Regions from separate parts of the Mus musculus genome. Here region 2 is linked to region 1. A link is a contact called in public promoter capture Hi-C data. All regions are on one chromosome and are shown on one strand. Each heading gives the region's core, a stretch centred on a gene start, on an enhancer-like site or on the middle of the called end of the contact. The rest is flanking DNA. Distances are from core to core; before and after follow the strand shown.

What was found. Promoter capture Hi-C pulls out the DNA fragments that hold promoters and counts their contacts.
Region 2: a promoter capture Hi-C map of hippocampal neurons shows a contact between it and region 1, with 4 times the contacts expected there. The contact joins the promoter of Bend7 here to the enhancer-like site in region 1. A contact is called at or near these places in 2 of 39 promoter capture datasets (cranial neural crest and hippocampal neurons), 2 of 484 Hi-C or Micro-C datasets (adipose-derived mesenchymal stem cells and embryonic fibroblasts) and 1 of 115 datasets of contacts at active chromatin or transcription factors (astrocytes).

Annotation. Positions count from the first base shown.
Region 1 is chr2:3,813,381-3,818,363 of GRCm38.p6, reverse strand. It overlaps Gm36031 (a long non-coding RNA gene), which reads right to left. Exons shown (of 5, transcript XR_373951.3): 3 at 4,365-4,479; 4 at 2,736-2,930. Among named protein-coding and RNA genes, the nearest start is that of Gm36031, 8.0 kb to the right of the region's middle. Within about 2 kb of position 2,138, at least 44 of the 459 cell types and tissues checked have an H3K27ac peak or open chromatin away from gene starts, as enhancers often do. A contact at or near this core is called in hippocampal neurons, where this site is marked.
Region 2 is chr2:4,715,629-4,720,611 of GRCm38.p6, reverse strand. It overlaps Bend7 (BEN domain containing 7), which reads right to left and starts at 2,781. Exons shown (of 9, transcript NM_178663.4): 1 at 2,320-2,781; 2 at 48-131. The coding sequence starts at 2,380.

The DNA.
Region 1 (4,983 bases), core at 889-3,388:
TCCCGGCAAAAGGAAGGTAGCTATGACCACCGTTAGTCATGTAGATGGAAAACCCATTTAAGGGCTGTCGAGACAGCTCAGTCAGTAGAGGGCTTGGCACACAAGTACAAGAGCCAAGAGCCTAAGTTGGATTCAAGAGCAGATGTTTAACAAACAAACAAACAAGCAAACAAAAAGCTGTAGTAGCACGTTTAATTATAAACAGTTGAAAAAAGGAGACAGGAGGATACCTGGGGTTCACTGGGTAACCAAGTCTAGCCTACTTGGTGAGCTCCAAGCCTGAGAGCCTAATGCATAAAACAAGATGGATATCCAAGGTTGTTCTCTGCCCACCTCATATAACAAGTACCTGAACACAGTACACAAAGATTTCCAGCCCAGGCATCCAGCTACATGTAGCCTTCCTTCTTTATACAATCAACTCTGGACTGAGTCAGTTAAATGGTGAATGTCAGATTGCACTGATAATTTGCATAATTTTCTGCCTCTCCTAAACTGGGTCCAGCCTCTCCACAGGCAGATGGCTCTCACTGCCAAAGCGTTTTTCGGGCTCAGATTGCCTTTGCAGAATGCAATGGATGCCAAATTCAAAGCCACTGGATTTGGTAGAAATCATTAAGGACGTATCTGGCTGTGTGTGAGAACAGCCATTTTAGTCAGGAGATTCTCAGGAAATTCCTAGGTTTGGAAACACTAGAACCCAAGGAACACTAGACATGGTAACAGACAACAAAGGGACTGGGGACTGAGACCTAAGAAACACTAGGCATAGCTCTTGCACATAGGCCATGAGCCCTGAACTGGTTTTTCTCAGGCTGAACTTAGCACAATGGAGAAAGGAGCTTCCAAGGCCAAGGACTTATCCTCTAGTCCCCAGAGTTTATGATCCCATTTCTAGACTGTAACGTTGTTTTGACTAAATTTTCTGGACCTCCTTCCAGAGTCACCATGAGCCTTGCACAAGTGCTTGCATGCACAGACACACCACACACACACACACACACACACACACACACACACACCACATAAAGCACACATACACACACATGTACCACACACAAGCAGACACACACCACACACACACATACCACACAAGCACACACACACACCACACACACATACACACACCACACACACATACACACACCACACAAGCATACACACCACACCCCCACACACACACACACCACACAAACACATACCACACACACCACACAAATACCACACACACACACACTACTTCTGGTCACTACAGAGTGTCCAATGCTGCTTCCAGCTCCACCACCAGGCCACAAAGGATGCTGAGGTATGTGTGTCTGTAGAAGAAAACAGAAGCCTCTGGGAGACAGACACAGAGAAAGGACCAGGCTCTGTCTAGACTTCACAATGAAGCTAAAATTTCACACAACATTAAAAAGAAAAACATGAGCATCATGGAGACCTCCAAAGAGACTGTCACCCTCGGTGTCCCCTTCTTCACCGGAGGTGACACTACTAAGACGAAGAAGAGAGCTTTCCTTTCCTATGTGATCTTTCCATTTCCTTCCCAGTATTGGTCGCCATTGTCTTCCCGGTTTTAAAAGCAAGCTCTGGCCTTCTCACGAGACTGTCTCCTTAGTTCTTTGCCTGCCAGACACTGGCCCTTGCTGGAAAACAACAGCCCTCATCTAAGCCCTCATTTCTCTGACTTGCTAGCTGCGTGTGAATAATGTCAGCTTCTTCCTGTCTGCCATGAGCCCTTGCCACCTGATCTGTGAAATCCCTCAGTTCACCTCGGCATCGCAGTGACCCTCGGAGGAGCAGTGGGGACTCTGTCACTCTCTTCTATTCCACAGGAATAAAAATTCAGGACCAACCCAGATTGCCTTCCAGATGGGGACGAGATAAAAGGGTTTGAATGCAGTCACATGGCTAAATTAAGAAGCAGATAGAAATAGAACAAAATGAAGCTGGGGCTGAGAGTTGGGGAGCAAATACTTTGTGGGCGAGCCAGAACTCAGTGATGCAGGCCTCTGCTGCCTGAGATCTAATTTGCAATGCCACAAAGAATTCTCTGGTTCAGATTTCCTTTGCTCCTCACTTTCTGTTCCCAGTCAGAAGCCACTGAAGCTGGCTAAGATCCCAGACAGGGCAGGCCTTTAGATCTTAAGAAGAGAGGGACCTCTAGTGTTGAGTTACTTGTCTACTGCTCGCTGTTGCTGTTCACCCCCATATTTACCTCTTACCTTGTGATTATTAGAGTTTCTTTGAAGGCTAGTATTCATTTAAATGTTAAAATTTAAATTTAAATTTAAATTTAAAATGTTAAAAGTGGGTTTTTCTCCCTTCCTGGAAAACTAAGAAAATTGAGAATGGGTAAATATAAGCCAACATACTAGTTTAAAGAAGACTTGAGCAAAATGTCACGTGATTAAAAAGTATTATTAGACACCTATAAGGTGCTCAGTAGTTAAGAGCACTTGCTGCTCTTCCAGAGGACCTGGGTTCAGTTCTCAGCACTCACATCAGGAGGCTCACAACCATCTGTGACTCCAGCTGCAGGGGATCCAACACCCTCTTCTGGACTCTGCCATCATCAGCGATACACGTGGTACACATACACATGTGCAGGCAAATACTCAAATGTAGGAAATAAAAATAATAGATTTTTTAAGCATCCATTAAACCTTTGACCTTAGCATAGGGACTAAAAGCCATTTCAATAAGTCTGGAACATGAAAATATAATCATAATACCAGTTTTTCAGTAGGTTCCGGAAAGCACCGATCCCGCTCTCTGTCAGGCTGAATGTGGGTTTGTGTAGGCCACAGCTAGGAAACATAAACAAAGGAAGGTGTGGCAGTTCCTCCTTCCTGGCGGTGATTCTCGGTTGTTGATTCATCCGAATACTTCGCAAAGTATCTTCTGTGACCAGATCCAATCAGATGCACCTGGTCCAAGGATTCACAGAAGGGGATGGTATCATTGTGGCTCAGAGGTCACTGTTAGCTTTCTGCCACTAGCATAAATATCTGAGATGATCTACTTACAAAGAGGAAAGAAAAGCTCCATTTACAAAGATATATTTAGGTTTGGGGGTCTGCATTGGTTACTATTGCTCTAGGGTCTGTTGCATCTAGTCCTCTCATGGCGGGGAGCGTGTGGTAGGGCAGAGCTATCCACTTATGGTGCAAAGGCAGAAGAAAGGGGAAGGGGCTGAGGTGCCATCTACTGTCCTCTTTGAAGAGGCCTGAGCACCGCCACTGGAGGCAGCTTCTGGTGCACACCTGCAGTCCCAGCACTCAAAGAGAACAGAGACCTGCTGTGTGTTCAAGACCAGCCTGGGCTACCTAGCAAGTATTAAGTGGCTTGAGCTGCACACCAAGACCTCGCCTTAAAAACAGCAAAATCGCTTCCATTAGGCCCTTCCCCCACCCCTAAAAGGTTCTACTTCCACCCCATAGTGCCACACAGGGAGCAACGCCTTCATCATATGGACCCATTATATTCCAGTATAACTGTAAATTATACTAGCTACCAAGAGTAGCAAGAGATAGTTCAAATCCATGAGACCGCCTATGTTTGGAAAATGAAATAATTAATATTCATTGTCAATTAGATCAAATTTAGAATCACCCAGGAGATACACCTCTAGGTATGACTGTGAAGGTTTCCAGAGAGATTCAACTGGTAAACAAGACTTGGGTTGAATATGGGCATCATTATCAAATGGGTATGCATCCTAGATTGTATAAAAAGGAAGAACAGAAGAAAAAAACTAGTAAACAGACCAACAGATTCATCTCCTCTGCTTCCTGGCCATGGGCACAATATAACCACCTGCCTGAAGCCCTTGCCACTACAGCTAAAGTCATTGTCACCTTCGTGCCACCTCACCACGAAGGACTATATCCTTTGTCACACCCTTCCTTAAGTTGCTTTCATCAGATATTTTATCAGAGTAACACAAAATAACTGATGCATGGAAGTAAACCAGCAACACCCATCATGCCTTAAGATGGGGGCAGCCAGAGGACTAGGCTCAGGTTTTAACCACAATGGCCGATCAGATGCATCCGGTTCAAGGATTCACAGAGAGGGGTGTTCTTGGGTTTAATCTTCAGAGGTGAATACTAGTTCTTGGGCTTGAGGGGAAGGGGGGAGAGGAAGATAAAGACTCAGGGCTCAGTGGGAGAGGGAATCCTCTGTTTGCCTCCAACCAGACTCCAGCCTAGTGTTTACCCTGACGAGACCCTGATGAGAACGGGGGGGGGGGGGGGAGCTGAAAACACTGTCCTTGGAAAATGCATGGGGAGATCTGAAGGCCTCTTGTCAGGACCCTAGGGACGGGATCCGAAAGAACCATAGCAAATGCAGTCCTTTACCTACTGATAGTTGGCCATCAGATGTTCTGCTGATGCACGCTGGTCTCATTCACAATGATTTGAAGTCACAATTTGTGGAGGAGTTCTTGTCTTGGATTTTGGAGAATTCCCTCAACTGGAAAAAGATCCGGTATGAATTTTGTTGGTATTACAAACTCTCCTCATTATCACTAGAACCAATGATAATAGTAACACCCAGGAAATTGTAGCTAGCTACTGTTCACTGGGCATTTAGACATTTCATGAGCACATCTATGAGACAGGCTTCTGGGCTTTTATTCTTATTTCTTTCTAATTTTTTAAATCTTTTGACTATATATATATGCACATATATACATATATAATAAAAATATAATGAACTATATTAGCATATATAAAATATACTATATAGTATGCTATTAATATATGTATAATATATAGTATTAGTAGTTTCACACCTCCCATTCCTCCCTCCCTCCCTCCCCCCCTCTCTCTCTCTCTTCATATATATATATATATATATATATATATATATATATATATATATATATATATATAATCAGATGGCATTCATTTCCTCCTACAGAACAGACCTCAAATCCCATCAGGAAACAACTGGCTACTCCCATAACATTTATGC
Region 2 (4,983 bases), core at 1,532-4,031, 900 kb before region 1:
CCACGCCACGCTGTTTTGCTGAGAAATTAATTGACATAAGAACCTACCTAAGTAAATGGGTTGTGTCTCTTTGGTCTCCCCATTAACATCATTGCTGAATTCTGAGATTTTATACACCTCATGGTGATAATCTGGCATGAGAAAATAACCGAAAATTAGTATTTTAATGACTTCAACAAATAGGAATAAGCACCTAAAGACTCCCATCCCAGATGTATAATCTACAAGTATACTTTCAAGAACTCTCACAGAATCGGAGTCAATACTAATCACCAAACGTTACTTACTGTGAAGTACAGGAACCTGAAATACCACTGCGCCTTACAAAACAGATATGCTTGGCTACAGCAAGTATATTTGTAAAAATAAAATAAAATAAATAAAAAAGAAAGAAAAGAAAAAAAAATCTTGCCAAATCACAGGCCAATGGAGTTTCTCAAACGTATTTCCACTACCATTTCTGTGAGCATATCAATAGCATGTTTCGGAACTGCCTCTCTACTGGGTTTACCCAGAAAATCTCAGCTTAAAAGTAAGGATGCATTTTTTTTTTAAGATATTGATGTGTTATTTTTTTAAAGGTATACTTTGAAAAGAAGCAAGTCTTTTACCTTTCACATAAGTGAATCTTTTGCAATTACTGCCCTTACTGAAGATGCAATAGTTTATCTTCCAAAAAAAAAATTGAAAAGCAGCTGCACAGCAGAATCACTCACCATTAAAAAAGAAGGAAAAACTTACTATGTTAATCAAAATTTCAAATATAACATCTTGGGATCTCGTGTGGAAGCTACAGCATTTTGATAATGTAGCTCTTTACAAACCAGGACCACCCAGGTATGAAAATAGAGGTCCCTTCTCAACAGCTGTCCAAGGTTTGGGTGGGCTTGTTTGTTTGTTGTTTGCCTTAGCTGTCACAGGACAACATGACAAAACTACCCTCTCTCTTAAGATAGAGTAGTCAGTTTCCTGGGGTCATAAATAAGAAAGCAGCCTCCATTCCTGAACGAAGCACGTTGTATCAACAGGGCCATCACACTCAGAGAGACTTCCAGAGTAGTCAACATCCTGGTTGGGGAGGTGGAGGCCGAGAAGGAGTAGCCAAATATTTTGAATGCATGCACTACACTATTTCAGGCCTCTATCGTTAAACAGTACAAAGCTAAATTAGGGGAAACACAGATGAGCAGATTTGCAAAAATGTCTATAATTAAACCGTTTCCAGACTAACCAAAAGTGAGCTTTATAAAATCCTCATGTCTGCTTAGCTGAGTTCAGAAAAACTCCATCCCTTGCAATCACCCTCCCAATAGTCACCTGTTCACATGTGACTTTTGCTGGGGCCCTTGGAACAATCATGTGGCTCTTTCCTCAGATGCTAGCGGTAGATAAAAACCACCTAGGGAAAGTGGAGCGCTTCTCTGATTTGGCTTTGACCCAAGTTAATGCAAAGATATTTAAAGAGTGTGGGCTCATATTAGAACTTGTACCATTACCTCTGGGGAGGTTGGGGGGGGGGTATCACCATTCTCGATTATTAAGGTGATACATTTTGACAGGTGTTTCTTGTCCGAGTTGGCACCATTTTTTAAAGACTCAAATCAGGAAGATGGACTCGAACAAGAAACAGAACCCAGAGGAGATACTACTCAACTTTCTCCTCCCCGGACAAAATAAACGCCTATAAAGAGTGTGCTGTACACCTGTTAGTCGGCAGGACCAAGCTGGATTTTTCTTTATTTCTTGTGATGCGACACTTGTCTGACTGGTATACGAGATAATCTTAAAACTACCTTTCCACCCAAATCACTCAACTGGAAAAGATGCTGTATGTCAACAATTTCTGCCTTGAGCTTCGATTCCCTAATGAGCTGATTCTTCTTAAAAAGAACAATGATCATCTTTTTCTCTCCTCCTTCTCTTTGCGTGGGGGAAGGAAAAAAAAAACGAAAACAAAAACAAATCCCAGTCTATTCTCGGCCTGCCGGCCAGGCAAACCCTCAGCCACCCCAGCCCAGCGGCCGCCGTGGCGGCGGCACCCCAGAGTGGGCTCGGCTCCCCGGTGTCATTGTTTGCTAATTTCCTGACGTGCCCTCCGACTTGTTTACCTTCAATAACACCCGGTGGGTCCCCCTCAGGCACAACTTTCCCCGCGGCGGGGCGTGTGCGGCCCGCGGGGGGCCCGGGTTCGGGCGGGGACGAGGGGGTCGGGGCGGGCGCGCCCCCGGCGTGGAGCCCGCGGGCGGCCGGGGCGCGCGGGGCCGAGTGCGCGGAGCGCGGCGCCGGCTTCCCGCCGCTGTCCCCGGGCCGGCAGCTTACCTCGGCTCACCAGTTTGAAGCTCTGGGATTTCCTGCTTCTTTTCCTCTCCGAGAACTCCATGGTGCGGGCAAGGTGGCGGCGCGGCAGGAGACTGAGGCGGCGGCTGAGGCGGGCTCGTGTCACCGCCGCGGAGCCGCCGGGACCAAGGTCCGCGTCGCGATCGGCGGGGGAGGCCGAGGGACGGGAGGAACCACCGCGAGCCCGGCCGGGGGTTGCGCGCCCGGGGCGAAGTTGTCCCCGCGCGCGGCTCCGCCTCCCCGGTGTCTTAGGCGACCCCTCGGTGCCCCTTCATGCCGCCTCGCTCTTTCCCGAACGCAGCCCGCCGCAGCCCAACTTTCCGTTGGGAGCGGGGCCGGGCTGGGGCGCGGAGCTGTGGGGTGCTCGCCGCGGCCCGCCTGGGCTCAGCCTGCGGACGCGGCCCGGGGGACGCGGCGAGCCGAGGGAGGGCGGCGGCGGCGGGTGCGGAGCGGCGGCCGGGGCGCTGACCTCCCCCGCGGGAGTAGGGGCCGCGCCGTCGAAGGGGGCGGCGCCGCCGGGACCCCGGGACCACCTGCTGGCGGAGCCCGGCCGCCGCCATCCCCCGGGGGCCGCCGCCACTGCTGGACTCGGCCGTGCGGCGACCCGGCATGGGCCGGAGGCCGCGCGGTTCAGCGTCCGGAGCGGCCCGGGCCCGTGGAGCTGCCCCCCCGGACGGACGCCGCGCTCTGCCCGGCCTCCCTCTGCGGCTCCCGGAGGCGAACCTGCCTTTAGAAATAAGCCAGGGATCGTGGCTCCTTGGCGGCCAGCCCTCGCTCTGTCTGAGAGGCGGGCGGTGCCAGGGCCAGACGCGGATTTTAGGCAACTTTTAAGAGGGGGTGAAGAACTTACCCATCCGCGCTCTTGGAGCAAACAGAGAGAAATTTGAGCATGTACTGCTGAGAAGACTATGGGATGGAGCGAACATCAATTCTTATCCCCACCCTGGGGACTGTAGGGGAAGTTATATGCAAAGGGGGTGCTTGGAATGGTGTTTTGGGGAGAGGAATACTAGAGGTGAGGAGTGCAAGGGGGTGCAGGCTCTTAGGGAAACAGTGGTCATAGCAGGTGCATAGACTCTGCCACTTGACGCAGAAATACCAAAATAATTGCCGTCCGCCAATGGCCATTGGGAGTTTTATGTAATCTTTTTCTCTGGGGAGCCAAGTGTGCACTTACTGTAGGCGCCATTTCTTACCACATGTTTTAAGTGGGAATAGAAAAGATTTTTTACATCACCTGGGAATGGTAGTGTGGAAACATGATCTGACACGCTTAAAAGTACGGCCTCCAAATCTACGGTTTCTAGACCAAAGTACAAAGGGGAAGAAGGGATGGGCTGCTGCTCCAACACCTTAGGAAGGTCAGGTTGCTCCAAAGAATGCAGAGAAAAGGGGGGAGGGGGCTGGGGTGGGCTGTCTTGATGAATGATTGAGGTTAGTTGCACTCAAATGGACAGCCGTTCAAAAGCCACTCTGATAGAACCTTGACGTTAGAAGCAGGGTGACTACCAAGGAGCAAGCAGTGCAAACATGCCTGGGAAATAAAACCAAAGAACCGGTGAGCAGCAAGCCAGCTGGAGACAACAGGATAGACACGGGTGTGGATAGACACGGGTGTGGACACCCGGCAGTGTGGACACCCGGCTGGCCGCAGGGAGACCAAGCGCTTCATCCAGCTCTAAAGCAAATCACTTTAAGAGGGGATTCATTTTTTTTTTCCTACTTCTTTGAGATTATGTTAGAGGCTGAGTCCTTTTCCCAGAAAAGTGTATGGAAGAAATGAAATTGTATTTGGTGAAGTTCTTTGATCTCTTTAGAGTTAAAAGATGCAGTGAAGGGTTCAGTATGATAGTGGTTTGGGCAATAATCCCACTTGTTTCTTCCCCCACCTCCATTCAAAACCAGAATTTTATAAACCTGAAGGTGTCTGGGATGTTTCTAAAGTAAGAAAACATTCTACACCCCATTCTGGGGCCGTGAGAGATAGAGATAGAGATAGAGGGAGGGAGAGAGAGAGAGATCCCTTGTCAAATTTTATTCCAATAGTCACAGGCTGAGTACTACGCTAATTGAATAATGCAGAGTAGTCTCGCCTTGGAGCATAAAGTAAGCTTTTATTGTGCTTAAACTATGATGAAATCATTGAAGGTATCACCCCAAGAAGTACATCCCTAGGAAAGATATCATTCACTTTAAGTTCAAGCAGGAATGTGACTTCTACCTGCTGAAGGGAATATCCTCTATGTAGTTAAGGGGATATTTTAAGAGACTACCTAAAATTAATAGTAACTATGTCTTTGCCCTTTTGACTGAGCTCTTCAAAGATGGTCCATGAGTATCCACTCATGGTGTGTAAAGACTATGAAACAGCCTGTTCTATTGCTTTCTAGGGGATATCAACTAGTTTTATTTACTTTCTACTTGGTACACACCACTGTGGCTTTATCCAACAAATTTATGGATCTACAGTTAGTATTAAGTAATATCAAGCTGGAATTGCCTTGACTGGGTATGTATCTGTAATAGGTTGTGTAGGTTAACTTAGCAAAATATCACAGACTGCCTGACTTAAGAAATTTGCTTTCCTATCACTGCAAGGAGTCCAAGATCAAGGTCTGATACAGTCTGTCTCTGGGGAGGGAGGGA